Linked DNA regions of Mus musculus: regions 1, 2 and 3 are each linked to region 4. Evidence: chromatin contacts called from public Hi-C, HiChIP or PLAC-seq and promoter capture Hi-C data. All regions are on one chromosome and are shown on one strand. Each heading gives the region's core, a stretch centred on a gene start, on an enhancer-like site or on the middle of the called end of the contact. The rest is flanking DNA. Distances are from core to core; before and after follow the strand shown. Region 1 holds the start of Erg28 (ergosterol biosynthesis 28). Region 2 holds the start of Psen1 (presenilin 1). Region 3 holds the start of Zfyve1 (zinc finger, FYVE domain containing 1). Region 4 holds the start of Npc2 (NPC intracellular cholesterol transporter 2).

Evidence for each region. Promoter capture Hi-C pulls out the DNA fragments that hold promoters and counts their contacts. Hi-C and Micro-C count contacts between places; a contact is called where the count stands out from the background. HiChIP or PLAC-seq counts read pairs in DNA pulled down with a chosen protein or histone mark.
Region 1: a promoter capture Hi-C map of neutrophils shows a contact between it and region 4, with 2.6 times the contacts expected there. The contact joins the promoter of Erg28 here to the promoter of Npc2 in region 4. A contact is called at or near these places in 5 of 39 promoter capture datasets (hippocampal neurons, liver, neutrophils and 1 more), 2 of 484 Hi-C or Micro-C datasets (CD4 T cells and regulatory T cells) and 2 of 9 other capture datasets (adipose tissue and liver).
Region 2: a contact with region 4 is called in a Hi-C map of CD8 T cells, with 4 times the contacts expected there. The contact joins the promoter of Psen1 here to the promoter of Npc2 in region 4. A contact is called at or near these places in 1 of 39 promoter capture datasets (pre-B cells) and 2 of 484 Hi-C or Micro-C datasets (CD4 T cells and CD8 T cells).
Region 3: an HNF4G HiChIP or PLAC-seq map of pancreatic cancer cells shows a contact between it and region 4. The contact joins the promoter of Zfyve1 here to the promoter of Npc2 in region 4. A contact is called at or near these places in 1 of 484 Hi-C or Micro-C datasets (CD4 T cells), 1 of 115 datasets of contacts at active chromatin or transcription factors (pancreatic cancer cells) and 1 of 9 other capture datasets (liver).

Annotation. Positions count from the first base shown.
Region 1 is chr12:85,822,925-85,829,562 of GRCm38.p6, reverse strand. Erg28 (ergosterol biosynthesis 28) reads left to right here and starts at 4,670. Exons shown (of 5, transcript NM_021446.3): 1 at 4,670-5,092. It overlaps Ttll5 (tubulin tyrosine ligase-like family, member 5), which reads right to left and starts at 4,643. Exons shown (of 34, transcript NM_001081423.3): 1 at 4,477-4,643; 2 at 2,939-3,110. The coding sequence starts at 3,012.
Region 2 is chr12:83,685,456-83,691,913 of GRCm38.p6, reverse strand. It overlaps Psen1 (presenilin 1), which reads right to left and starts at 3,762. Exons shown (of 12, transcript NM_001362271.1): 1 at 3,621-3,762.
Region 3 is chr12:83,593,704-83,599,442 of GRCm38.p6, reverse strand. It overlaps Zfyve1 (zinc finger, FYVE domain containing 1), which reads left to right and starts at 2,221. Exons shown (of 12, transcript NM_183154.4): 1 at 2,221-2,446; 2 at 4,121-5,045. The coding sequence starts at 4,563.
Region 4 is chr12:84,771,381-84,777,897 of GRCm38.p6, reverse strand. Npc2 (NPC intracellular cholesterol transporter 2) reads left to right here and starts at 4,786. Exons shown (of 4, transcript NM_023409.4): 1 at 4,786-5,112. The coding sequence starts at 5,031. Isca2 (iron-sulfur cluster assembly 2) reads right to left here and starts at 4,628. Exons shown (of 4, transcript NM_028863.1): 1 at 4,527-4,628; 2 at 4,221-4,323; 3 at 3,990-4,105; 4 at 2,809-3,355. The coding sequence starts at 4,597. The coding sequence ends at 3,181.

The DNA of each region.
Region 1 (6,638 bases), core at 3,421-5,920, 1.1 Mb before region 4:
CAGAATGCAGCAGGAAGGAGAAATCTCAAGTTTGGAATTGAAGCCAACAATGGCAGGCTGTGAGGTGCTCCAGGACTATAAGGATTAACGCTTTAACAAGGCCTGAGGATCTGATCAGCTCTAACCAAGGTGGTGGCCACAAAACAACTCAGCTGGGAAAAGCCCTTCTAATTCCTGTAACTTCTAAAATGTAAGCCTACTCCCCTGGACGGAAAAAAAAAAAACAAAACTGACTTTAAGCTTCTGTCCTGGTTGTTGGTTTTTGTTTTTGTTTTTGTTTTTGTCAACTTGACACAAACCTAGACGTAGCTAGAAAGACAGAAGTACTCCTAAGACAGTGACTGCATATCAGACTGGCCTGCAGACATTAGTGAATTAGTGATGGCTATGGGAGGGCCCAGCCACTGCAGGCATTGCCACTGCAGGCCCTGGGCTGTAGAGGAAAGCAGGCTGAGCCAACCATGAGTTAGCACGCAGTGAGCAGTGTCCTCCATGGCGTCTGCTTCAGCCCTGCCTCCAGGTTCCTGCCGGGTCCCTGCCCTGACTGGACTGGGACCTGGACATGGAAGCTAAAATGAAGTCTTTTTTCCTGGTGTTGCTTTGGGTCTTGATGTTTCACCTCAGTGTCAGAAACCCTGAGTCAGCTTCCCAGAGTAGAAAGCCAGTGTATGACAGACCTGTCCATGAGCTGACAAGACAAGAGTAATCGCGAAAAATCCACAGAAGTATGCAAAAACTCCATGAATTTAGATGAGGGTTGGGAAATCTACTAGATAATTAGCATTTCTCAATTATAAATATAAGCAACAGTCAGTTATATTGTATTATCTGTGTTCATCATCTAAGCCACTACGCAGAGATTTTAAAAAATTAAGAAAAAAGGAAAAACAAGAGTAAAAGAACAACCCTGGTTGGCATTAAATACTTTCTAAAATGAGTAAAAGGAAGTAGACTGAAGTAAGATGTCGCATGAAGCAGAGGAACCAGAGGGAATTACCCATCTAATTATCTGAAAACAGTGACCCCAATACACTGTCAAGTCATTATGTGCTGTGAACTAACAATGATAAGCCTTTCCTGGAAACTTAATGCTGTAACTATTTCTCAAATATTGTTAATATAATCTTCTACCTTATACAGTCTACCATGACCGCATTAGCTACTAAGAACAATGCCTTACATTTATACCATGCTTCATAACTTTATCAAGTACTTTCATGTGTATTATAGTTTGAACCTAATCACACCCTTTCAAAATAGGCTGGGAGCTACTCGGGTTCTAGAGTGTGTATTCTAAGGGACTGAGAAACGGCTTAAGCTAAGAAAAGTGACTTATTCACGCCTAAAATCTCAAGCACTAGGAAGCTGAGGCAGGAGGACTGCTACGCATCTGAGGCCAGCCTGGGTTACCTAGTGAGCTTCAGGTCACCCTGGCCTCAAGATTATATTTATTTGTGTATTTGTGTGTGTGTGAGTGTGTGTACATTTATGTAAAGATAATTTTTTTAAAAAGAAGCTATGAATTTGAGGAGAGGGAGTGGAAGGAGAGGATGAAAGTGCAGTATACATATATGAGAGCTTAGAGTTATATATAAATAAATTAGATAAGCCTATCAGCTTTTCTCTTCCATATCGAGTAAAATTATGAGAGGTAAAAGTCCTCAAAACTGAGAGCTAAATTAGAATCACAATCCATCTCTTCTCTGTAAAGTGGAGATTCTTTGATATTTGTGAGTCTAATAAGGTGGAAATAATATTTTTAAATTAAAATCTCTCAGTGTGCATATTAAATGATCTACTCTACCATCTCTAGAAGCTACAGTTGGCCCTGTTAATCATTTTCATTATGAGGACCCAACAGTCAATGAATGACCTTGACCCTTAACCTGAAAGAACTTACAGAGAGCCCTTGTGGTTCAATGAACACGGCACAGGCTACAGAGCTCTAGTATTCTCATCGGAGCATCTTCACAGAGGTTCTGCTGTGTGTGGCCTGCCCTTCATATCATCACCGTTCTACAGCTGTAAATGCTTCAGAGAAAACTTATAGAGTCAAGGTCAGAGCCTAAGAACTTAACGTTTCACCAATCTCTAAAATTTTCAAAATCTCCAATTTTTCAATTACTAGAAGCTATGGTCAAGACACAAGGCTGACAAGATGACTCAGCGGATAAGGTGCTTGTCGCCAAACCTGACCCAAGTTCAATTCCCAGGACCCACATGATGGAAGGAGAGAACAGATTCCAGAAAGTTGTCCTCTGACTTCCACATCCGTACTGCACTCAGTTCACCTATTAGAGCCAGGAGATGGTGCATCAGGTAAATGTACTTGCTTGGAAGCCTGATGCCCCATGTTCAATCCCCCAAAACCCACAACAAAGCCAACTGCAGGGACTAGAAGGATGGCTCAACAGTTATGAGAGCTTCCTGCTCCTGCAGAGGAGCCAGGTTCATTTCCCAGCACTCCATCAAGCTGCCACAAACTCTGTAACTGAAGCTCCAAGGAATTCCATGTACCCTGGCCTCCTCAGGAACCTGCATGCCCATGCTGCACATAAACTCAAGCAGGCGAGTCTGTTTTAAAATGTGCACACAGAGAGAGAGAGAGAGGGAGGGAGAGAGAGAGAGAGCGCGCCAGATGTGGTGGGAGGTATGGCAACAGAAATGAGAGACCCCCACCTCAAAAACAAAGCAGAAGGGGGTGGGGAACCAAGTTCACCTGAGTTCCTATCTGAACTTTAGAACATCTAAAGGTGATATTGACTTAGAGGCCTAGAAACATAAGCCCACCCTTCGAATTTCTGAAAAAGGATGGGAAGTGAATAATATGATCTTGACTCCAAACACAGATGGAAGCTAGGGCCAGGCAACACAAAGAAGGAAACCTGGAGGTGAATAAAGGAACCCCCCCCTTAAGGGCGGGCTGACTGTCACTCACTCTTGGTTGGCCAGGTCCTCGTCCTCTGAGGACGATGCTGTCTCCTCCAGGTCCCGGGCCATCACAACTGGCATCTCCTTTGGGGTCTGTCATACAGTCAGCACACAGAGGCCTCAGAGACCTTTCTTCCTTGCAGTCTCACTGGATCAAACAATTTGGATGGCACAGACTCCTGTAAGAAAGTCAAAGGACTTCAAAGACAATGCAGTTGCATACTTCAGGATTTTTTGCATGATCTTTAAGATGAAAAGAAATATATTCCTGAGTATTTTCCAGTCTCTAGAAGCTTACCTTCTGCCACAGTGCACCTCACATATCACAAAAATCAAGAATTTTTTTTCTGTGTTTGTTTGTTTTTGTTTTTCAAGACAAGGTTTCTTTGTGTAGCCCTGGTTGTCCTGGAACTCACTTGTAGACCAGGCTGGCCTAGAGCTCAGAGATCTGCCTGCCTCTGCTGGGATTAAAAGGGTATGACACAAAATTTTTTTCAAACAGATACTGTCTCTGCTGTATCTAAAAAGCTGTTACTGAATTTGAGTCGTTTTATATAATAAAAGAGCAAGCACCAAAGGAGAGGCTTTAGGGCACTGATGTGGACAGTTGATAAGCCTATGTTTAGAAAATTCTTTGCTAAACAAATCTGACCAGGATCAAAATAAAAATCCAAGGTTCAAAACCCTTGCCAATATTTATACAGACTCTACCACAAGCAAACAGAATAAGCTGTTATGTTTCTAGGAAAACCAAATCACCCGAACTATTAATAAAAGGGTGGTGAAAATATTTCTCCTCAGCAGGGATCACATAAATGGCCGGGGAAAGGGGAAGTCAAATACTCTAATTATTGGTACTTTTTTTTTTAATCACACATTTTAATCCGGATATCAAGTAGACACATAAAATTAGGAAATCTCCAATTCCCAGGCTTCTAACTTCAAACACTTTCCATAGAGAAAAAGTTTCATGTTCGTTATAGAGAAAATAGAAACGTTTAGGGAAAACGCTTAACCTTAATGTCACTACTCAAAGATAATCAATTCGTGGCAATTCTCCAAGCTTTTGCTGGTCTGTGCATTGACTTATACAATAAGACTCTCAAAAACAAAGCAACTGCAGCAAGCAGCAACAGTGACTAACCCCGACCCTACACATCTTCAGCAGAAATGAGTAATACCAAACAACCTCAATGATTCTTTTCGGGTGATTCCTAAAGGAACTTCTCGACCTTACCCAAAAATGCTTGAGAGTCTTTTAAGTTAAAACCTTCAGGGATGCCCACCTTTCCTCGGCTCCCTGAAGAGTAGAACGAGATAAATGCTCAGGAAGTCCTTGCCCCTACAGGGACCAGCCGCCAGCTCCAGCCCAGCACACCCCAACCCCAGGCAGCTCCGCAGGCAAGGACGCGGCGACTCTGCCGCAGCGCTTCTGCCCAGCACGCCCGGAAGCCAACAGCTGCTCCGGAGCTCGGAGGGAAGCGCAGCGGCGCCCGCCTAACCCTGGAGCGCACCTCCCCGGAGCGCGCCGGCGCAGGCGTTTACCTGTCTCATCTTCTCACGGCTCGGGGCCGGCAGGCGGGGACCACGCTCTGCTTCACCTCCCTCCTCCTTCCCCAGCCCGAATCAACGCAGCCGCCGAAGGCTGCTTCCCCCGTTACTACAACAACCAACAAGCAACCGCCCGCTAAGAGCCACTGCGCAGGCGCCCGCCAGCGGCGCGAACAACGCTCGGCTGCGGGCGCTGACGGATGGCGTCACCACGGCGCGCTCAGACACCAGAGCCAACCCAGGCTGTCACCAGAAGGTTTCTTGGCTCCTTTTTCTCTCTGCGTTTTCCCCACCCCTAAAAGACTGACTCCAAACTCAGAGTTCCGCCACGCTCGACAGAAGGGTTTACCGCGTGAGCGGCGTAGCAGGAAGAGGCTCAGGCGGCGGCAACTGCTGATTGGCAGCAAAGGAGTTCACTCCCTATCGCCTGCTCGAACTGAGCCAGCGTAGCCAATCAGAACGAGGACTGACAAAAACAACCCAATCCTGGAGCTGGGCTGAGGGAGGGGGCGGGAACAAGTGGCCCAGGTGGACTTGGGACCGGAGCTGGCCTAGGGAGAGCTGGTTTGCGGATGCTGCTGATACTGCTGCAGTAGTACTGGATCGTCAGGTAGGAGAATTTGGAGTGGGATGTAGCACCCGAGTAAAACTATCTGCAAAATTTAGGAAAGTGGGGGTTGCCTGGAAAGCAACCGGAGGTGGTGGTGGAGGAGTCTAGAAACGATGTCCAAGAGGAGGTGCTAGGAAAATGGAGATTTGGTCAATTCTGGGGATGGGTGAGTGAACGGGCAGTCGTTATGAACCTAGCTCTGCAACGAGCTTTCACTTTTCCTCATGTATTATCGGGTAACCCTCGAGATAGAGGCTTATATCCCCATTTTACGGATGAGAAAACCGAGTCTCTAGAGTCTCACTGGCTTGTCTGAACCCCTCAGATATGAGTGGTGTAGCTAGGATAGGAGTCTGCCTCTATTGATTGTTAATTAGTATCGCATCCATGCTGACCTGGGCAAGGGTGTACCCCACCTCTCTCTCCACCTCATAACTCCAAGGGAATGGGTTTAAAGAATTGGTAGAGTCATACAGAAATGCTCTGGTGTGTTTTCATCAGCTCTGGGATTTCTAAGATCTGTGAAATAAATGGAGGGTGTAAGTTCTACGTTCTACTGAAAGGGAGTGTGTGCGGGGGCGGGCTGGGGGGATTTTTAAATAACCCAAGCTGGTGTTGAGAGGAGAAAGTAAAAAGAAGTAGATTGGCATATGCTGTAAGTGTCTGTGAAGATCAGCACACCCCAGCATCTCTAGACTGGGACAGTCCCCGTTTGAGACCTCTTTCCTCTGGGTCCACCCTTTCTCTCCTGGAGCCCTTTATAGTTGGTTTTTCGTCATCACTTCACTTGATGTCTATATACACTGGGTAGTAGGGAATCATACTGAAACATTACCACAGTGATAAGGGAAGCCTGATAGTTTCTTACAGCTTTCAGGCCAAAGCAGTTAGCCTGACAATAGGTAAATGAAGGGCCAATATGATGGTGGCTATGACAAATTGTCTCTGTGGGATCCCTTTAGAGCTGATGGAAATCACTACTCAGCGAGGCTTGAGCTAAACAAAAAGTACCGAACCTAGCTCTCTCTCCTACCAGCTTCCTCAAAAAATGGGAACTTTGCTGCACCTGGCCGCACCCACCTTTAATCCCAGCACTCAGGAGGAAGAGGCAGATGGATCTCTGTGAGTTCCAGGCCAGCCTGATCTATGTAGAGTTCCAGACTAGCCACATAGTAAGACCCTGTCTCTAAATAAATAAATAAGTAAATATTTTTTAAAAGATGAGAACTTTATCAAAACATTCTATGAGGGAGTATTGCAACAGAGTCCACAGACCCTGGCACTCAGCCACATATTAGCTATGTTACCTAAGCAAATCACTTAGCTCTTGGTTCTGATCCCCATCTGTAAAGTGGAAATACTAATAGTGCCTGCCTATCCTGATGTAGGGAGTGAGTGAAATAAGATGTTATATACTTGGGGCACATATAAGTGTAGGACACAAGTGTTCCGTAACTATAGCTAATGTACTTTTCTTGAAACCCAACATCAAGCTATGACAGGTCTTTTCCAAGTCTTTTCGATTGTTTTAGTTTATGAAACATGA
Region 2 (6,458 bases), core at 2,513-5,012, 1.1 Mb after region 4:
TATAGTTGAGAGATGATTTAAAGTACACCGGAGGATTTATAAATAATATATTTATTTTTGGTTCATATTTTTTCTTCAGTGTTAGGAATCAAGCAAGGTCTCTGAACATGACTACACTCTTACCCGCAAATACTACTGTTAAATGTAAGGACTGGGACATCCTCAGATTTTGGAAACTAGTAGTCCTAGAACCAATTCCCTGAGATTGCTCTTTGGTCTCTTTCTGGGTAACAGCCATCACCTATTCTAAGTCTTTATGTGAGCTCCTATACTGTGCCTTTATCAATGCAATCTTAGCTGATGGACACTGGCAGATATATGTGAGCCATGCTTGTGCAGCTGTCCTTGCCTTGAGAAGTCAGCAGAGTGGTTTGATAGTCTTTGTCCCCTCAACCTGGGCCCCAGGAGAAGATGCTCAAATCAAAATGGTCCCAGCTGAGCCACACATTCCACCCTGAAGCAGAGCCCTGAGTTAACTTAAGTGCTCTAAGCTGTGAGGTTTGGAGCTCTGCTATGGAGACTTATTGCTGCAACTTATTTCAAAGCAATGGTAAAACTGGCGGGCTCACAAGACACAATGAACATGAGCTAAAATCAGCTCATAATTTATTTCAAACCTTCAGGATTAACTGTATTTAGAATATGGATTTTCTTTTGGATTCTGTAAAGGCAGTATATGCTCAATAGTACATCCGAGAGCCTTAGAATCACAAGAGTAATTAATATCCATTTAGGTCTATGGTGAAACACACCAACAGTCTCAAAGTATATCAAGACAGTAGGATCTAGGGAGTTAGCTCAGTGGGTAAAAGCACTTGCTGTCAAAAGGAGCAGAGCTCAAATTCCCAGCATCACATCCAAGCCAGGCATAGTTCCTGCGCCTACAGTCCTAACACTGGGAGGTGGAGACAAGAGGCTCCCAGGAGACTGACAGACAGCCCACCTAGCTGAAACAGCTTCGGCTCAATAAAGAGACTGTGCCTTATAAAATAAAATTGGTGCTCATGGTGCAGCCCGCGTCTGACAAGCAGAATTTAATCCCCAGCGCCCACATATCGTAGACAAGAAGGATTCCATAAAGTGATCATGTGTGTTATAACATCTGTGTGCCATGGCGCACGTGCTCCCACACACACAATTAAGTTTTTAAAAATTAAGCTGGGTGTGGTGGCAGATCTCTGTGAACTTCAGGCCAGCCTGGTCTACATAGTGAGTTCCAGGAAAGCCAGGGCTACACAGAGAGTCCCTGTCTCACAAAACCAAGCAAAACAACAACAAAAATTAAATAAAAAGGCCCAGGGGGCGGGGGTGGGGGTGGGGGTGGGGGGAGACTTCTCGAGATGGCTCAGACAGTAAAGGTACTTGTCCCACATACCCGGAGACCTATGCTCAGTACCCAGTACTAATATAAAGGTGGGAAGAGAGAGCTAACTTCAGACTTCCGAATATTACTATGGAAGCCCCCCCAACCCTGCACACAAAAATAACATTTTTGTTTTTTAAGTAAGGCAATAAACAGTGGAGAAACGCTCCCCCTGTCCTCCTCTGGCCTCTGAATTTGTGAGCATATAGGCAAAGACTTCAGCTTTGCATATAAAGTAGAGGTGCACACACATACATATCACACCCACAGAATAAGACTCAACATGGTCTCTATCTGTACTGTCAAACAGACTACAGGCCATCCTAGGTTAGATCAGGTGGATGAATTCGCTCTACTCTCGAGTCATTCACCATCTCTGTTATCCAGGCTGGCCGTGATTTTCCAGCTCAGCCTTCCAAGTAGCTGGGACTCCTAAAGCACCGCCTATACCTGGAAATTATAAAGACTCAACCCAAAGTTATTTTAATAATTCTGTAATGAAGTTATTTTTATTGTGAGTCAATGTCTCTACCTTCTGTGGAAATGGATGGAATACAAGTATTTTTAAATTAAAAACGAATATTTACATCTAATTAACTTGCATAAATTCTTTCTGCTTTCACTCAAACAAGGAACTGGAAAAGACATCTGAAAACCAAATAGGGATTCTTGGAGCAGCAAATAGGAATCAGGTTTCTTTTAGACAAGGAAACACTGTGCCAGGTGCTGGGGATACTGTAGTCAGGGGTTGCTTCTGGTCACTGAAGAGCCTCCTAACTATCTAGAGAGGACAAGTTAATTTGACACGGATTTCCTGTTAAAAATGAAACTGTTAGCTACACTGGATTAACAAATCATTAAGACTAATTTCAACTGCTTCTTGTTACCTTTAAAAATGTGTCTGTGGGGCTGGAGAGATGGCTCAGCTGTTAAGAGCACTGACTGCTCTTCTGAAGGTCCTGAATTCAAATTCCAGCAACCACATTGTGGCTCACAAACATCCGTAATGAAATCTGATGCCCTATTCTGGGGTGTCTGAAGACAGCTACAATGTACTCACATATAATAAATAAATAAACCTCTAAAAAATTTTTTAAAAAAGTGTCTGTGGGAACATTTAAAACTAGTATTTGTGGTTCACGCTCATCTTTCAAGGGTACAATGGTACAGAGATCCTTCTAAAACAACACCAGGCCTTTCATTCCTATCGCTGACAATGCTCCCTGAAGCTTCCGTGTTTCTCAGCTTCTGTGACACTGCACTATTGTGGTTTCTGCATTCGTCCTCCTCAGCAGCCTCGTTGTCCTCCTTCTACCTGGCTCTTTGTTGTGTTCCCTAAGTGTCCACCCAGTTCTCTGCTCCAACATCAAACAGCAAATCTACTTAAGTGACCCATGTTTACAGTTTACAGCTCTGACCTCAGGCCATCTTCACCCGCTGTCACTTCAAAAGTACTATTTCCAAACCACTGCCTAACTTCCTTATTTCTCTCTCATTCTCCAAACTTGAACCCAGTCAATCTTATGCGTTAGTTGAACAGATCGCCTGTCCTGCTCACGTTTCTTCTACGTTTCTGTTACTGGAACTCTCATTTCTCCTAGTTATGTAAAAAGTTACCTCAATTGTCTCATGCACTCCGTCCTCCACTACCAGGCGGATGTGCCTGAGCCTCTGTTCGCGGCAGTGCCACATTTGAAAACGTGAAAGGGAAGAACTAGCAAACACTAAAGGCGCCTACAAGCGTCAGACACATGCATCGTGACAGTTCTGAAGAAAGAACAAGCGCCATACGACTCTTCGCCTGCCAACAGACACACTGAGAAGTTAGCCCCGAGTGCCACTCACTCACTTCTGGACTATGACACACTCGGGGCACCAGACGCAGAGTTTCACCAGTTGCTCAAGGCGACCCAGCCTAGGGCGCTTCCTCTATCTCTAGCTCCACTCTGATCGAGAGGCCACCCCTGATGCCAGCCATCTGCTCCCGGCCGCCCGGGGAAGCCAGCACTTCCGGGGTACCAAAGCTCGGAGAAGGCTGCTCTCAGTCTGGCCCCGGCTGGGTTCCGAGAAACCGGCTTCACCCCGTTTCCCACGCGGGGTTCCTCGATCTCCGCCCGCCTGGACCCCGCCCCTCATCCCTAGAGACGCCCGCAGCGCGGCCCTCGGAGACACAGGCCCGCCCGGACCCCCGGCAGGCAGGCGACGGTGAACACGACCGGCAGAGACACCCTCCGCCCCGCACACCCTGGGCACGCACCTTCTCTCTCCGCGCCCGGGCGGCCGGCTCGCAGCCTAGGTTTCCGCCTCAGCTGCCGCTGTTTTGTTTCCGACGAATACTCGCGGCCCACGGAGCAGGTCGTCCTAGGCCCCGCCCTAGAGGTCTCACCGGTGTCGCAACTTCCGGCCTCGGCGACGTTGGCCCCTAGACCCGGGAGGGGACGGAGCTTCCGGTGGCGCGCGCAGGCCACGAGGGCTGGGGGCTGGAGCTGGCCTAATCCACTCGCATAGATGTAAGGATGTGCGCGACCTGAGGCCTCTCTAGGGTTTGAGGCGCGTCTAGCGTTCTTCCAGTCTACAAGTGACATTTTCCCTTGTTTTTGGTTGAGACTGCGATTCGAGCGTTCCCTGCCGGTATCAAACATACCTTGTAGGAAAGGATGGGCTTGAACCTATTTATTTGGTTTCCATGTGTGGGGACACCGTGCCTTGTTTTGTAGTGACATTTTAAATCCAACACTTCCCATTTCTCCACAGTATTTATTTGAACAGTTCCTCAAAACGGATAAAATTTACTGTTTGTACTCTCAATAAACCAAAGCGATTGGTGGGTAAACAGAACCTGAGAAATATCCTATTAGTCTAGGTTCCGAGTCTGAAAGTCTTCCCAGATGGCAAGCTTCTAGAAAGCAAAGAATGTTTCCTATCTTGATTTTTACATCCCTCAGATTTTCCTTAATCGGAGAGACAATTATCAACAGCACACCACACATTTCACTTGGGCAAAAAACAACAGAGAAATTATTCATAATCCCAAATAACCAGAAAACGGCTAATGTGCTTAAGGAGCACACACGAGGAACTAGATTCTACTCCCAACAGAGACAAATACATCGGGATGGTGTTGTATCTGAAATCATAACACTCAGGAGGAGATGGGGCAGGACAGTGAGTTGAAATCGGACTGGGATTCCTAGCAAATTACAGGTCAAACTAAGATACACTGGGTCAAACTTCCTTTTTTCTACTTCCCAGAAGGCCTCGTTCTAAATAGTAGAGCATCCATCTCCATTTTCTCCCAACATTCTCAACCCTGCTTCAATAAACTCAGACTTCACTATTTTCATGCTTAAGATCTTGATACTTTAGTCTTTTCCGCCAGCGGAATGGCAACTGGGAGGAGACATAGCATAACCTTGGGTAGTTTTCCCTCAATCATTTACTTATACCCTCAATCATTTACTTATATGGGAAGAAGGCAGAAAATTGTAGACAGTACAGAACAAGCTCAATACACTTGCTAAACAAGCATAGACTAAAAGCCATTTGCAAACTACATTAATTGCGATCTTTTGGTAGAATGGCAAATGCTGTAAACTATACAGAGAAGCAATTTCGACAAACATTTTTGTGCAAAGATGTTCGTGGAGTACTGGTATATATATAAAAAAATCTCACTGTCCTACAACAAATCTTAGTTCACCTAGGTTATAAAACTCATGAATGGGGCTGGTGAGATGGCTCAGTGGTTAAGACCACTGACTACTCTTCCAAAAGTCCTGAGTTCAAATCCCAGCAACCACATGACGGCTCACAACCATGAGATCTGACGCCCTCTTCTGGTGCGTCTGAAGACAACTACAGTGTACTTACATATAATAAATAAATAAATCTTAAAAAAAATACTCATGAATGAAAGCTATGAGCAAGAGAACTGTCTAATGGACAAAAATGGCAGTTGTATTTACACTCAGTGTTCCAATAGATTCTTGTAAAAGTAAACCCTCAAAGGGGAGGGGGGACAGGAACTGAGTAGACTACAGATACTTCTGTTTTCTATATTCCTTTTTAGGGATATAAACACAAATATTACATAAATGACATGGGAAGACTGACACCAGGGAAGGGCAAAGGTGATTAAACATTAACCACCAATGAATATCAAATAGACAGACAATGTTTATAGAGTGCCAAGAGAAGCTAATGTATCCCACTCGGGCACCCACGGAAATATCAAGGCACACAACACTTCTAACTATGTGAATAAGATCTGAGACATTTGAAAGGCACATACTAAATAATTTTCTATTTTTTCAATGTAATATAGCATTGAGGGTCTAGAAACACTAAAACCTAAGAATGACCAAACAGTGCCAAAGAATAGTGAGAATTTCTGCAGTGTAGCATTTATTTTCCCCATTATTCAAAACCTGGCAATAGGAAGATGAGAAAACCCAGTAGCAACTAATGAGTGAAGCAGGAAATGACTTGGCCTGATTGACTAGGTCACTTAGGAGAGGAGCCTGCAAGGCAAGACTAGGAATGCAGTCACTAGAAGCCAGGACCTAGTCAATCAGGCCAGGTTTTCCTAACAATGACTCCAAGGTAAGTAATATTTGCATATGACCAGAATTCACTTTTGCTCACAGAAACTTAATGATTTCCTACAGAAATATCTTTCAATGAAAAATTTGCCTTTATTTAGAATATCGCCTAGAAATCAAAATATGTTTCCTCAGTTTCTATAATTGGGTACAACTACCAACAATGTAAAGCTGCCAGGAAAAAATAAAAAACTGTTGAACTATTCATTTTTCCTTTTGTTATCAAAAAGGAACTGAGTGGGCTAGAGAGATTGCCTAGCAGTTTAGAGGTCTGACTGCTCTTTCAGAGGTCATGAGTTTAATCCCCAGCAAGCACATGGTGGCTCAAAACCATCTGTAATGGGGTCTGATGCCCTAGTCTGGTGTGTATTCATATACATAATAATAATAAAAAAGGGAATCTGAGTATTGTCTGACTTGTTTCTTAGTATTTTGGAAGTGGAGGCAAAATACTGAGTTCTACAACTGAGCTCCAAGGGCAGACAGGTGCCTAA
Region 3 (5,739 bases), core at 972-3,471, 1.2 Mb after region 4:
TCTCCAGTATAAAAGCAGCCACTGTTGTATTATATTATATTGTGCAAGTCAGTTGTACTGGTAAGTTTAATGTCATCTTGTCACATATTGAAGTCATCAGAGCTTCACTTGAGAAAATGCCTGTATAAGATCTGGCAATAAGGCATTTTTCTTAGTGATTGATGGGGAGGGCCCAACCCATTGTGGGTTGTGCCACCCCTGGGCTGGTGGTCCTGGGTTCTATAAGAAAGTAGACTGAGGATGTCACAGGAGAGCAAGCCAGTAAGCAGCACCCCTCCATGGCATCTGAATTTTCCAAGTTCCTACCCTTTTGAGTTCTTGTTCTGGCTTCTTTTAGTGACAGACTACAGTGTAGAAGTGTAAGCCCTTTCCTGCCAAACTTGCTTTTTGATCATGGTCTTTCATCACAGCAGTAACCCTAAGACACCAATCTAATAACTCTCCATTTTAATAAGTATGTATTCTATTGGTTCTATTCTTTCATATTCCAGGCATGGTAACTTACTTTTATAACTCCAGTGCTGGGTAACAGAAACAGGATCTTTGGGGCTCACTGGCCAGACAGTCTAGCCATCTCGGTAACATCTAGGCTAAGTGAGATCTCAAACAAATAAACAAACACCCCAAACCAACCAGCCAACCAGCCAACCAACCAACCAAAACTAACAAGACAAGGTGGATGGCTCTTAAGGAATAATGCCTAAGATTGACCTCTGGCCTAAACACACCCTTGACTCATGTGCATATGTACCAGCACCCATATGCACACACACAAAATAAAACTTAAAATGCTAAATGTTTGTTCCTATCAAACCCCCATTTTTTATGGTGCTGGGGCTCAAACCCAGGGCCTTGTGTATGCCAGACAGCCAATCTCTTTTGAGGGACACACATAGACCAATATATTTACTTTATAAGCAAGGTTATGAAATAATCTGGCAAAGCTACACACAGCCACAGAGGCAGTCTTAGGGATAAAACCTTTGTCATGCCAACCAACCTCAGGCTTATTTAAAACTTGTTAGCTTAACTTTTATAAAATCCCTTCTTCTCCATACACCATCTTATTTCTGGTAAACACTTTTTAATGTGATTGTAGATGGCTTAGTTCTTATTATCCTGGTTGGTGATGTGGTACAGGTAAAAAAATAAAAAGTTCATCCAGGTTTGCCGCTGTTGGCTCTGTGTCATGAAGAGTTAATTTTCAGCAATATAATCCGTATACATAGCTCATTCACTATTTTGTAGATTTGGCTTAACTATTGATCTAATTATGTCCTGAGATCTATGAGTGTCCTCTTGAATCAGAAGATGAGGTCTTATCCAGTGTTGTCAATAATTTGCTGTGTACCTTGGCAAGTAACCTAACCTTAGTTTTCTCTCTCAGGTTAACCATTATCAAGATAAAAATCATATGTTAAGATTGGCAGAGCCATCAGAAATTACACAGCAAAATTCCTTTATTTTATGGAAGGACTGAGTGATTTACCCTACCAACCTATGTAGTTAGTTTTCCTAGGCATTACAGACCAGTATCTTTTCCATGCATTGTATTTTCTCTCAATATTGTCTCAAGAAATAAATGAGAAAAAAGTGAAAGTACTAAACAAATATAAAGCTATTATTAAAAAAATCAGACAATAGTATTACAGACACTGTTATCTTAAATTTTATTGGAGTGTGTACTGTAACTATTCTGCACAATATAAAAATTAGAAGTTATGATGTCTATGTATGGAAAAAGGCAGAAAAGGAATAAGGCTGGAACAAAATTAACAGTTGATTAACTTTGAAGGGAAAACAAAACAGCCTCAAGCATAGTAATATCCTCTCAATGTTTACTGGTATTTTTCCACTTTGAGCATTTCTGAAGGAAAGATGTACAATAATAATGTGCCGTGCCATTTCCTGGTTATATAGAACATCATATCTTTTGTTTAATTTACAATACTCCTTCCCGGGCCACTGCCCTAAACTAGTCGCTGCAACCTGCAAAAACCTCAGCCCCGGCCGAGACTCTAAGTCCCGAAATGCTTTCAGGCTTGTCTGTCCCGCCTATTCGCAACGACGATGCTTCCATCGGGAATTGTAGTCATGTGGAGCTTGTATTTCAGGGCTGTAGGGCAGAACGACAATCCCCCCAAAACTACAACTCCCAAAAGGCCGCAAGCGCCCTTCCCGCTCCCCGTCGTCGCGCTCCGCCCCTGGCCGCTCCTCCCTAGCTGGGCTGCGCTGTTCATGCCTTCCTGTTGGTCTGAGCTGGGAGAAGTTCACTCTGATCAGCTGATTCCAACTGACAACAAGAGAGGAGGAAGCCTGGGAGGCAGCAGAGGAGGAGGGGGCGGAGATGGAGCTGAGGATGGATCCGCCGGGGCCCTAGAGCAGCCCGGGTCCTGTCGGCAATCCGCGTCCCCCACACCGCCTTGCCTTGGCCGAACTGCTCCGGGTGGGCTCTGTGGGCCGCGGCGGAGAGGGCGGGGGCGCCTTGGCCCAGCCCCGGGCGAGTGCTGGTCCCGGGGCTCCCTCCAGTCGCTCCTAGGAGGAAGGGGGGACGGGTGCGGCTCGAGTGGGGGTGGGGTGGCATAAACAATGGATTCGGCTCCGGGATGTGCGGGTTTGTGTGAAATTTGGGGGGCCTTCTTTGTTCTTCGTCTCCGCTGCCACCCCTTGGGTTGTGGTGGTGGTGTCCGGGAGCAAGGTGGGTGAGGGACCCTGGATTGGAGAGAGGCGTCGAGGTTTGGGGGGGGGGGGTTTGCTCCGAGTGGCATATTGTTTGCTTGGCCTGGTGGTGGTGAGGGTCAGCTGTTCTTTTGAAGGTTGGTTTTCTGTTTTTCTTAGTAGTGACAAGTTTTGATTTTTGTTTCCCTTTTGGGAGCTGACTGGACACGTCTGAGGTTAAGGTGAAAATAAGGTCCCCTGGTTACTCCCTTGCCTTGTTTATCTGAAGATCAGATGGATAGATTGGCTACTGAAAGGGAGGAGTGAATATCTGAAAGGAGGACTTTACACTTGGTTGTGCTCTTGGAATAGGAGGCAAAGGTAGGGAGAATTAGGAGTGTAGTTACGTTAGTGACCCAAAACCCCCTTTCCTGTCTTCCCAAGTTTTTGACTTGGTTTGTTTTGTTTTAAGTGTTTGAGTGACAAGAGAAAATGAGTTGTTTTGACTCACTGTAGGGCCTGGCTCTACTGTGCGCCTAAGTGCTGGAATTCTGCCTCCTGTTGCTGCCGGTTCTCTTCCTCTGTAGAGAGGAGGCACAGGAGGAAGCTCAGTAGTTGTCTTACTGTTTTTGAAAATGAAGTTGGGACTATTGTTGTCAATTTTAGAGTCCTTACTAGACCTTTGCTCGACTAGAGCTGAGAGAGTCCATTTTATAAGGATAATTGGGTTTGTAGAGGTCTTTGAGGGTGGTGTGAATTTATTGTTACAATATTTTTCTTAGCTTTTTACAGACCTCCTTTTCCATTTCTCATATATAAGGAGCAGGTGCAGAGGGCTTAGCCTCCTAAAAGCTGTCTGTTTAGTGATTTTGAATCAGAGCTTAATGAAATGAGAAGAGCATTTTACCAACAAACCAGCAAAATCTTTAAGAAGCTCTGGGTCTAGAAGTGTTTTGTTGTTACACATATTTGAGACAGGGCTTCTCTGTGTAGCCCTGGCTGGCCTGGAACTCACAGAGATCCACCTGCCTCTGCCTCCCTTGTGCAGGAGCCTCTAGGCTGGTTTTTGTAGTTAGTTTAGTAGCCAGGCTTCAGCCTTTTTTTTTTTTTTTTTTTTTCTTTCTTTTTTCTTTTTTTGGTTTTTCGAGACAGGGTTTCTCTGTGTAGTCCTGGTTGTCCTGGAACTCACTCTGTAGACCAGGCTGGCAGGCTTCAGCCTTTTGAGTGCTAGGATTTACCACCATACCCAGCATGGCAGTTGATTTCAGAAGGGAGATCCTTAGCCATGATTTTGAGATGACATTTCTAGTCCTAGAAGAAGCCACTGTAAGTTTTATAAGCAAGAATGAGGGTTCTCTCTGGGTTTGGCCTAGCAATTAGGTGCTCCTTTTTGTTTGCTCAGTTTAAGGTACACTTCTGGTTTTTTTCCCCAGATGAGTAAAATCTTCTTTTTCTGCTCTAGGTAGCCCTTGAAACATTGGCTTGAGGTCCAAGTAAATCGAACAGCTCCTCACCACCTTCTGTCATCACTCTGACTTTGTAGCTGAGACCCAAACCAATGAGCTGACCTTTGTGAACCCAGCAGACCCCTCAGCGTGTGGCAGAGACTCTGTCAAGTTCACTTCCACCACATATTTCTTTGCACTTTGCAGAGGATGAGACCATCAAATTCAGTGGACACTGCTGCTGCTGCTGATACAAGAGACTGGGAGGCAGAGAATTAAAAATCTGAACATTTGTGAGCGTGTGAAAATCCTAAGCCAGTCAGGTTTTCTTTTTTAAAGGGCTCAGAACCCTGTGAAGTGCTAGCCACCTTCAGCCTCAAAGCATTTGTCTTCCTTCATTCCTGGGAAAGTACAGTAGTGACTGTTGCAGGGTGGGTGGTTTCCAAACGAGTCTAAGTTATGAGTGCCCAGACTTCCCTAGCAGAGAAGGGCCTAAATCCGGGGCTCATGTGCCAGGAGAGTTATGCATGCAGTGGGACTGATGAAGCTATCTTTGAATGTGATGAGTGTTGTAGTTTGCAGTGTCTCCGCTGTGAGGAGGAACTCCACAGACAGGAGCGCCTTCGAAACCATGAGCGGATAAGACTCAAAGCTGGCCATGTCCCTTATTGTGACCCCTGCAAGGGCCCCAATGGGCATTCGCCAGGTGTTAGGCAAAGGGCAGCCGTGAGGTGCCAGACTTGCAAAATCAATCTCTGCCTGGAATGCCAGAAGAGGACTCATTCAGGGGGTAACAAGAGAAGACACCCCATTACCGTGTACCTTGTCAGTAAGGTCCAGGAGTCCCTGGAGGGGGAAGAGATGGATGAGGAGACCAAGAGGAAGAAGATGACAGAGAGGGTTGTGAGCTTCCTCCTGGTAGACGAAAATGAAGAGATCCAGGTAAGTCGCCAGCCATTAAGGACTCCTGTCTGTATATCCGCCTGTTGCTGGGAACTTGCTCTGCAAAACAGGAAGGAGGCAGTGCCCCTTAGAGGCAGAAAAGACCGGGGCCTCAGAAGCCTTAAGTTGTCTGGAGTCAAATTTACTTAGGTAGGTTGTTCTTGGTTTTGTTTTGAGAAGTTTCACTCTGTAGCTAGGCTGGCCTGGAATTCACAATAGTCCTCCTGCCTCAGCTTTCCAAGTGCTGAGGTTGTAGATGTGAGCCATTATGCCTGGCTTACCTTTTGTTTTGTTTTTTGTTTTTTTAGATAGGGTTTTGCTGGGTAGTTCAGACTGGCCTTGAACTGGTGATCTTCCTACCTCAGCCTCTTGAGGTGCTAGGACTGCAGAGTTAAGATTTAGTTATTTAACTACTAGATAATCTTGGGCCAAATTCATTTTCCTTTCCTCCAAGCCTTAGTTTTCTCATCTATACAATGGGAACAGTGGTTGTGAGACTGAAATGAGTCTCTGCAGGTTGCCTGCCAGTACTGTCATTAGTGGTAGGAAAAACTGCTTAAAATGGCTTAAAACACACAGGAGAATATGTAGAAAACAGTGAATAATGTTACAGATACAGGACTGTGTATCCTCAGTATTGAAGGGAAAAATATCTTTTACAAAGACTATTCTTTCAGGTGGCCTCTTTTGGTTT
Region 4 (6,517 bases), core at 3,537-6,036:
AGTGTGATTTGGAGCACAGGATAATTTAGAACTCATCTTGATGGTTTCTGTAGTTGCTGCCGGTCTAACATTGACTTGTAAAGAAAGGCAATTTTGGAAACGTGCTGCACTTGAGGCTGACCTGTGATGAATGTTATGCATCTTTTTTCTCAGGGCATTATTTGGCTTTAAAGATTTTTGTATATATGTTTTTGCCTATGTGTATATTTATACACCATTTGTGTTTCTAGTGCCAGAGGAGACCAGAAGAGTGTCAGATGCCCTGGGGCTGGAGTTACAAATGATTGTGTGTTCTGGAACTCAAACCTGGATCATCTGGAAGAGCAGCAAGCCTTCCTTTTTTTTTCCCCCAAGACAAGGTCTCTCTGTGTGGCCTTGGCTGTACTTTAACTCAATCCACCTGCCTCTGCCTACTACGTACTGGGAATAAAGGCTTCACCACCACTGCCAGGCCAGCAGCAAGTGCCCTTACCCACGGAGTCATCTCTTCAGCTGCCCTCTTTAATGACATTTTTCAAGGTGAAAATTTATCCCTTGATCTTCAAATGTATGTATACACAGGCTGCTTCCTTTTGACTTTTGTGTATATTATACAAAAGTATAAACTTAGACACACACACATACACAGAGAGGGACAGAGACACAGAGAAAGACAATGAGACAGACTGACCTGGAATAGATTGCTATGAATTAGTGCCATTATTTAAACTGCCCTTACTTTTTGCTTCATTAATCCTGTCGAGCCAATCTACAAACTTTGGAATCAAATGTTGTAAGAACTCAGCAAATATAACTTATCAAGAACAAACATTCTCTAGCCTGAAGCATTTGCATGCTATCAGGTTATTGTCAGTTTATAGTAGATGTGTTTGGTTTATGTTGGCAGTTAATTGGCCTAAATTTTTGATGTTCTATAAAAAAGGCTTTTCTTTTAATGACCAGTGACTTGCAATGGAAGGGTAAGCAAATAAGTATGTGTCTTAAAGATACAGATAAATTACTTGAGAATCTGAAATACAAATTTTACTGGTTTTTATATTTTAATTCACTCTTTAAAAAGTCCCTTCCAGGGCTGGAGAGATGGCTCAGAGGTTAAGAGAACTGACTGTTCTTCCAGAAGTCCTGAGTTCAAATCCCAGCAACCACATGGTGGCTCACAACCAACTGTAATGAGATCTGATGTCCTTTTCTGGAGTGTCTGAAGACAGCTACAGTGTACTTATATATAATGAATAAATAAATCTTTAAAAAAAAAGTCCATTCTAGGGGGCTGGAGAGATGGCTCAGACATTAAGAGAACTGGCTATTCTTTCATAGGTCCTGAGTTCAATTCCCAGCCACCACATGGTGGCTCAGAACCATGTATAATGAGATCTGGAGCCTTCTTCTGGCCTGTAGGCATTCATGCAGGCAGAACACTGTGTACATTTAAAACAAAACAAAACTTCTCTTCTATTATCTACAAGTAATGAAAGGACCACTTCCCCCTCTGCATAAAACCACAGGCCTCTTATAGAAGGTAGGCAAACTCAGTTACTGAATGGTCATAGAATCTTGAAGCACTTTTATGGGCATGGAGTACAAAAGCTACTTTTCAAGCAATTCAGTGATCAAGAGGGGTTTAGCTAAACTTGCTTTTTTGGTTTTTGGAGGTGGGGGAGGCAGTTACTGAATGGTCATAGAATCTTGAAGCGCTTTTATGGGCATGGAGTACAAAAGCTACTTTTCAAGCAATTCAGTGATCAAGAGGGGTTTAGCTAAACTTGCTTTTTTGGCTTTTGGAGGTGGGGGAGGTCTCTTGGCTTTATAAAACCTAGTAGATTCATGAGCATGACAATAAAATGTATTTCTCTGTAATATTCCAAGTGGAAATGGCCTTCATAGGACACATGGATAAATCCCCTAAGACAGTCAAGAAGAGTACAATACAACTGGACTGGTGGCACAGGCCTGTCATCGCAACTATTGGGGTATCAAGACTAGGGGATTGAAAGTTCAAGGCCAGCCAAGGAAATTTTGTGAGACCCTGTCTCCAAATAGAAAGCAAAACAGTCAAGGAATATAATTCAAGTGCTGGAGTGGAGATTCTCAACCTGCCTAAAGCAAAGACCCTTTAAAACAGTTCCTCATGTTGTGGTGACCCCAACCATAAAATTACATTTGTTGCTAATTTTGCTATTGTTATGAGTTGTAATAAATGGGATTGCCATGGGTTGTGACTCACAGGTTGAGAACCACTGTGCTAGAGTGTTTACCCAGCAGTTACAATGCCCTAGGTCAAATCGTGGGAGAGTAGGGGGCAAGGGACCACAAGAAGAGGAGGAAAAAGAGGAGGAAGAGGAGGGAGAGGAGGAGGGGGAGGAGGAGAAAGAGGGGGAGAAGGAGGAGAAAGAGGGGGAGAAGGAGGAGGAAGAGGAGGAGGGGGAGGAAGAGGAGGAGGGGGGAAGGAGGAGGGGGAGGAAGAGGAGGAGGAGGGGGGGAGGAGGAGAAAGAGGGGGAGGAGGAGGAGGAAGAAGTAGTAGTAGAGGTAGTAGAAGTAGAAGAAACAACAACCCAGGCCTAGTAGTAATATGTCTGCAGTTCCAGCATGAAGAGGCTGAGGCAGGAGAATTGAGAGTCCAAAACTGGAGCTACCTATAAGACCCTGTTGAAAGAAAAAAGAAAGAAGGAAGGAAAAAAGGAAGGAAGGAAGGAAGAAGAAAGAGAGAGACAGCAGAGAATATCTTGTTTGCCTTTCTAACCAATTTTGGCCTCAATTCTGGTATTCAAGCTACCCAAACTGGATCCTGATTGAAAACACGATAAGAACTTAGTTTATAATGATGTTTTATATATAGCTATACACAGATATATAAACAATTCTGAAGGCTAGAGAGGTTAACTCCAAATTTTGGAGTCCTAGAGGTGCTACAAATTATACTGGGTTCCAACCAGTGATTACAGGTGAGGTAACAGCCTTTGGATGTGGCCTTGACATTGTACTGGGGGAGGGGAGAGTATTTCGGCCAAGAGTTAAAAGCTTCACATTCCATAATTTACAGTGGTAGAATAAGACACTTCTGGATTAAATTAAATAAGATGAGAGCCGGACATGATGAGAAAGAAACCTCTAGAATTCTACTATTCTAGGTTGTTCACACTGGTGCAGTGGTGGCAATCTCAGGGTCATCCGTCATTGTGTCAGACTTTGACAGAGAAGGATGACCCACAGGAGCAGCCTTGCTGGGCTTGAGGGTTATTCAACACTTGGAATGAGCTTCGGATCAGTTCTTGGCTGAAGTCCACCTGGGCTCCCTTAACGAAGGCCAAGCTATCAGAGTCAACCACCACTCTTGCCCCACCCTGTTCAAATACCCTGAAAAGACAAGAGGAAAGCATGAATGACAAATACCACAAACACCCACACAACACCCTGAGCCCAGAGGTGTACATCTTGTTCTCCAATGCATGGAACACTGCTTAGGACTTCTAGCTGGGACGGAACGGACTGAAGCAGAAAGATTCAACGTAAAAAAAAACAGAAGGATTATTTAAGGGCTCGGACTGAAACTAGTCCAGCCTTTTTCTTAGGGTGGAACCTTGGTGTATATATATATTTTAAACACTTATTTATTCATTTATTTTATGTGAGTATACCGTTGCTCTCCCCAGACACACCAGAAGAAGGCATCAAATCTCACTACAGATAGTTGTGAGCCACTATGTGGTTGCTGGAAACTGAACTTAGGTCCTGTGAAAGAGCAGCCAGTGCTCTTAACCGCTGAGCCATCTCTCCAGCCCTAGTTCAGCCTTTCTCAACTTGACTACCTAACGGACGCTAAGTCAATGTTCTTCCTTATTTTTAAACAAGAGGACAAATCTTTGCTGTATCCTCACAGAACGGAGAGGGTGGTAGTGTTAAGCAGACTTAGACGCTTGGAAGTTTGGAATAAATTGGGGCCACTTTTATCCTCTGATACAGCCTCTAGCGACCCATCCGTCCTCCTTGCCTGTCGTCGGGGTTAATAACTGTATCCAGTGAAAATTTGTATTGGAATCCGGAGCATCCACCTCCCTCTACTTGCAGCCTGAGGAATTCTGACCCTTCGGTGATTTCCAGAAGCCTCTGAAATTCAGGAAAGAGGATCAAGAATGCCAAGCAAGCGGAGATAACGGGACGGGTGACTAGGAAGTCTTCTAGAGCCCTCCTGGGCACCGCCGCCCCGCGTCCGACCTCCTACCTGGACGCAGCTGTCTGTGAGGCGGATCTGTCCCTCGCCAGCCTCTGGAATGGAAGATGTTGTTTCCCAGCGGGTCAAAAGCCTGGGAAAGACGGCGAGGAGCCTGCGATGTAAAGAAGGGAGACGAACCCGGGAAATGGCACCAGATGACCCTCTATGGACACCTCGTACCCAAATCTGGGGACACTTTCTTCTGAACTGCCAAGCCTTCACCCCACACCCCACCCCGCGTGAGATTTAGCCTCCCATCTATCCTGAAGACGCAGAACCCAACACCCTTCCTAAGTGACGTTCCACCCTCGATACCTTCCCGAGCGCCTAGGAATGACAGCCCTGACCGCCTCGGCAGTTAGGGACAAGGCCCTGGAGGCCGCCATCTTACTCCGCAAGCTCCGCCCCTAGCATGGTCCAAATCCCCGCCTAGCCTGGGCTTCCGGAGGAGGGGAGAAGGGGGCGGGGCTGCATCGAGCCTCCGCCCCCAAGCGTGCCTATTGGGTATAGCGAGATAAGAGGGCTTTGATTGACAGAGAACGCTTCCACTTGCCGAAGTGGGTCGGTACCAATAGAGCGGGGCGAACGCAAAGAGCGAGTTCTCCGTAGGCCCTGCCTGGAAGCGGAAGAGATGGGCGGAGATAAAGGGCGAGCTGCAGGCCAGGCGGCCCCGGAGCCCAGGGCGGGGCGCGGGCGGGCCTTCGCTGGTTACTGCTCACAAGTGGCCTGATCTGGCTCCACCCTCGGTCCGGGACAAGTTTATCTTGTGACTGCTCGGGCTGCTTTTCCTTCCTAGATTGCAGAGCTTTCATATCCACGATGCGTTTTCTGGCCGCCACGATCCTGCTGCTGGCGCTGGTCGCTGCCAGCCAGGCGGAGCCCCTGCACTTCAAGGACTGCGGTGAGCCCTGAGCCCACTCGAGGAGACCCCCGGGGGTGGATTGGGCGGGTTGCTGGAACGTGGAATTGACTAGGTTGGGACCGAAGGTACTAGTCTTGATGAAACTTAACCCCTCCGCACAACTTTGTTTCTCCTTGCATTTCGTGTTTTGGGATAATCTAAAACACTCACAAGGCGAACCGTGTGCTGAAGTTCACTAAAGTTTCTTGGGTGAACATCAAGCGGGCATATATTGCAGCGCTCAAGGGCTTTGAGATTTCAATGGACGGAGGAGGATTGCGAATTTAAGACTAGCCTGGATTTATTGAACCCTGTCTGAAAAAAGTAAACAAATAAAAGCAAAAAATAAAACAATAGGATAGACAGCAGGTCTGCATCCAACACGGATTGAAGGAATAGGCACGGGACTTATTTTGATTTATGCCTTGTATCGTCACTGGCCTTTCTCCCTTTGTTCGTTTGAAGTTTGGTTGGGAGCGGGCTGAGGCAGCCTCACTCTGTAGCCCAGTTTGGCCTTCCAAATCCCTGTCAATCCTGCTCTGGTCTTAGAAGTACCATCCACCTCCCCTCCCCACCCCACCCCCACTAACGAGACAAAAGCTAGTTCTCCTTCTCATAACATTCATTTACAAAGTAGGGTTTCCATTGTTCTAATGAATTTCATGATTCTTGATCCTTGTCTCCTATAAAATTCGTATTTCTAGTGACATCATGTGATGCCTCCCTCCCAACGCTGCCCCTGGACTCTTTATTGGAAAATATAATAGAGGGTAGAAATTCTGAGTTTGTCCAGTCAAGCCTGTACACTTAGTTGTGGGAGCAGTGCAGGGGCCCGGGGTGGAAAAGGCAGCAGTGATGGTCGAAAGACAAACTGATTTTGTAAAATATTTGAGCAGGGGGAAACAGACCATAATGAAGCAGTAAGTTAAAGAGTTATTAGGACTGGAGAGATGGCTTAGTGGTTAAGGGGAACTACTATTCCGGAGGGTTAGAGTTCAATTCCCACATCAGGTTATACCTGCTTATACCCCAACTCTGGGCCTTCTCAGCTACCTACCTGCACTCCCAGGCAGACACACACACACCCCTAACTAAGGAGGTAGAGGTGGGAGTGGGAGGTGGATTAAAGCCTTCTGTAGTCACACTGCTGAGTGAGGAACCAAGCTAAATATGCTTCTTTGTAGCCAGTATCCAGTACTATGGGATGATAGTAAATAATAAATACTCACTGAAAAAGGAAACAAGGGAATTCATATTACCTCTAATATGATATTAAAAGTTCTGTTAAAGCAAAAGCAACGGTGGGCATGTGGAACTGGATTAAATAATAAGGGCCACTGCCTATCAATAGTTCACAGATGCCGTTCACTAAACCTGGAGGCTAGCTCAGAGTGGCTGTTTCTTT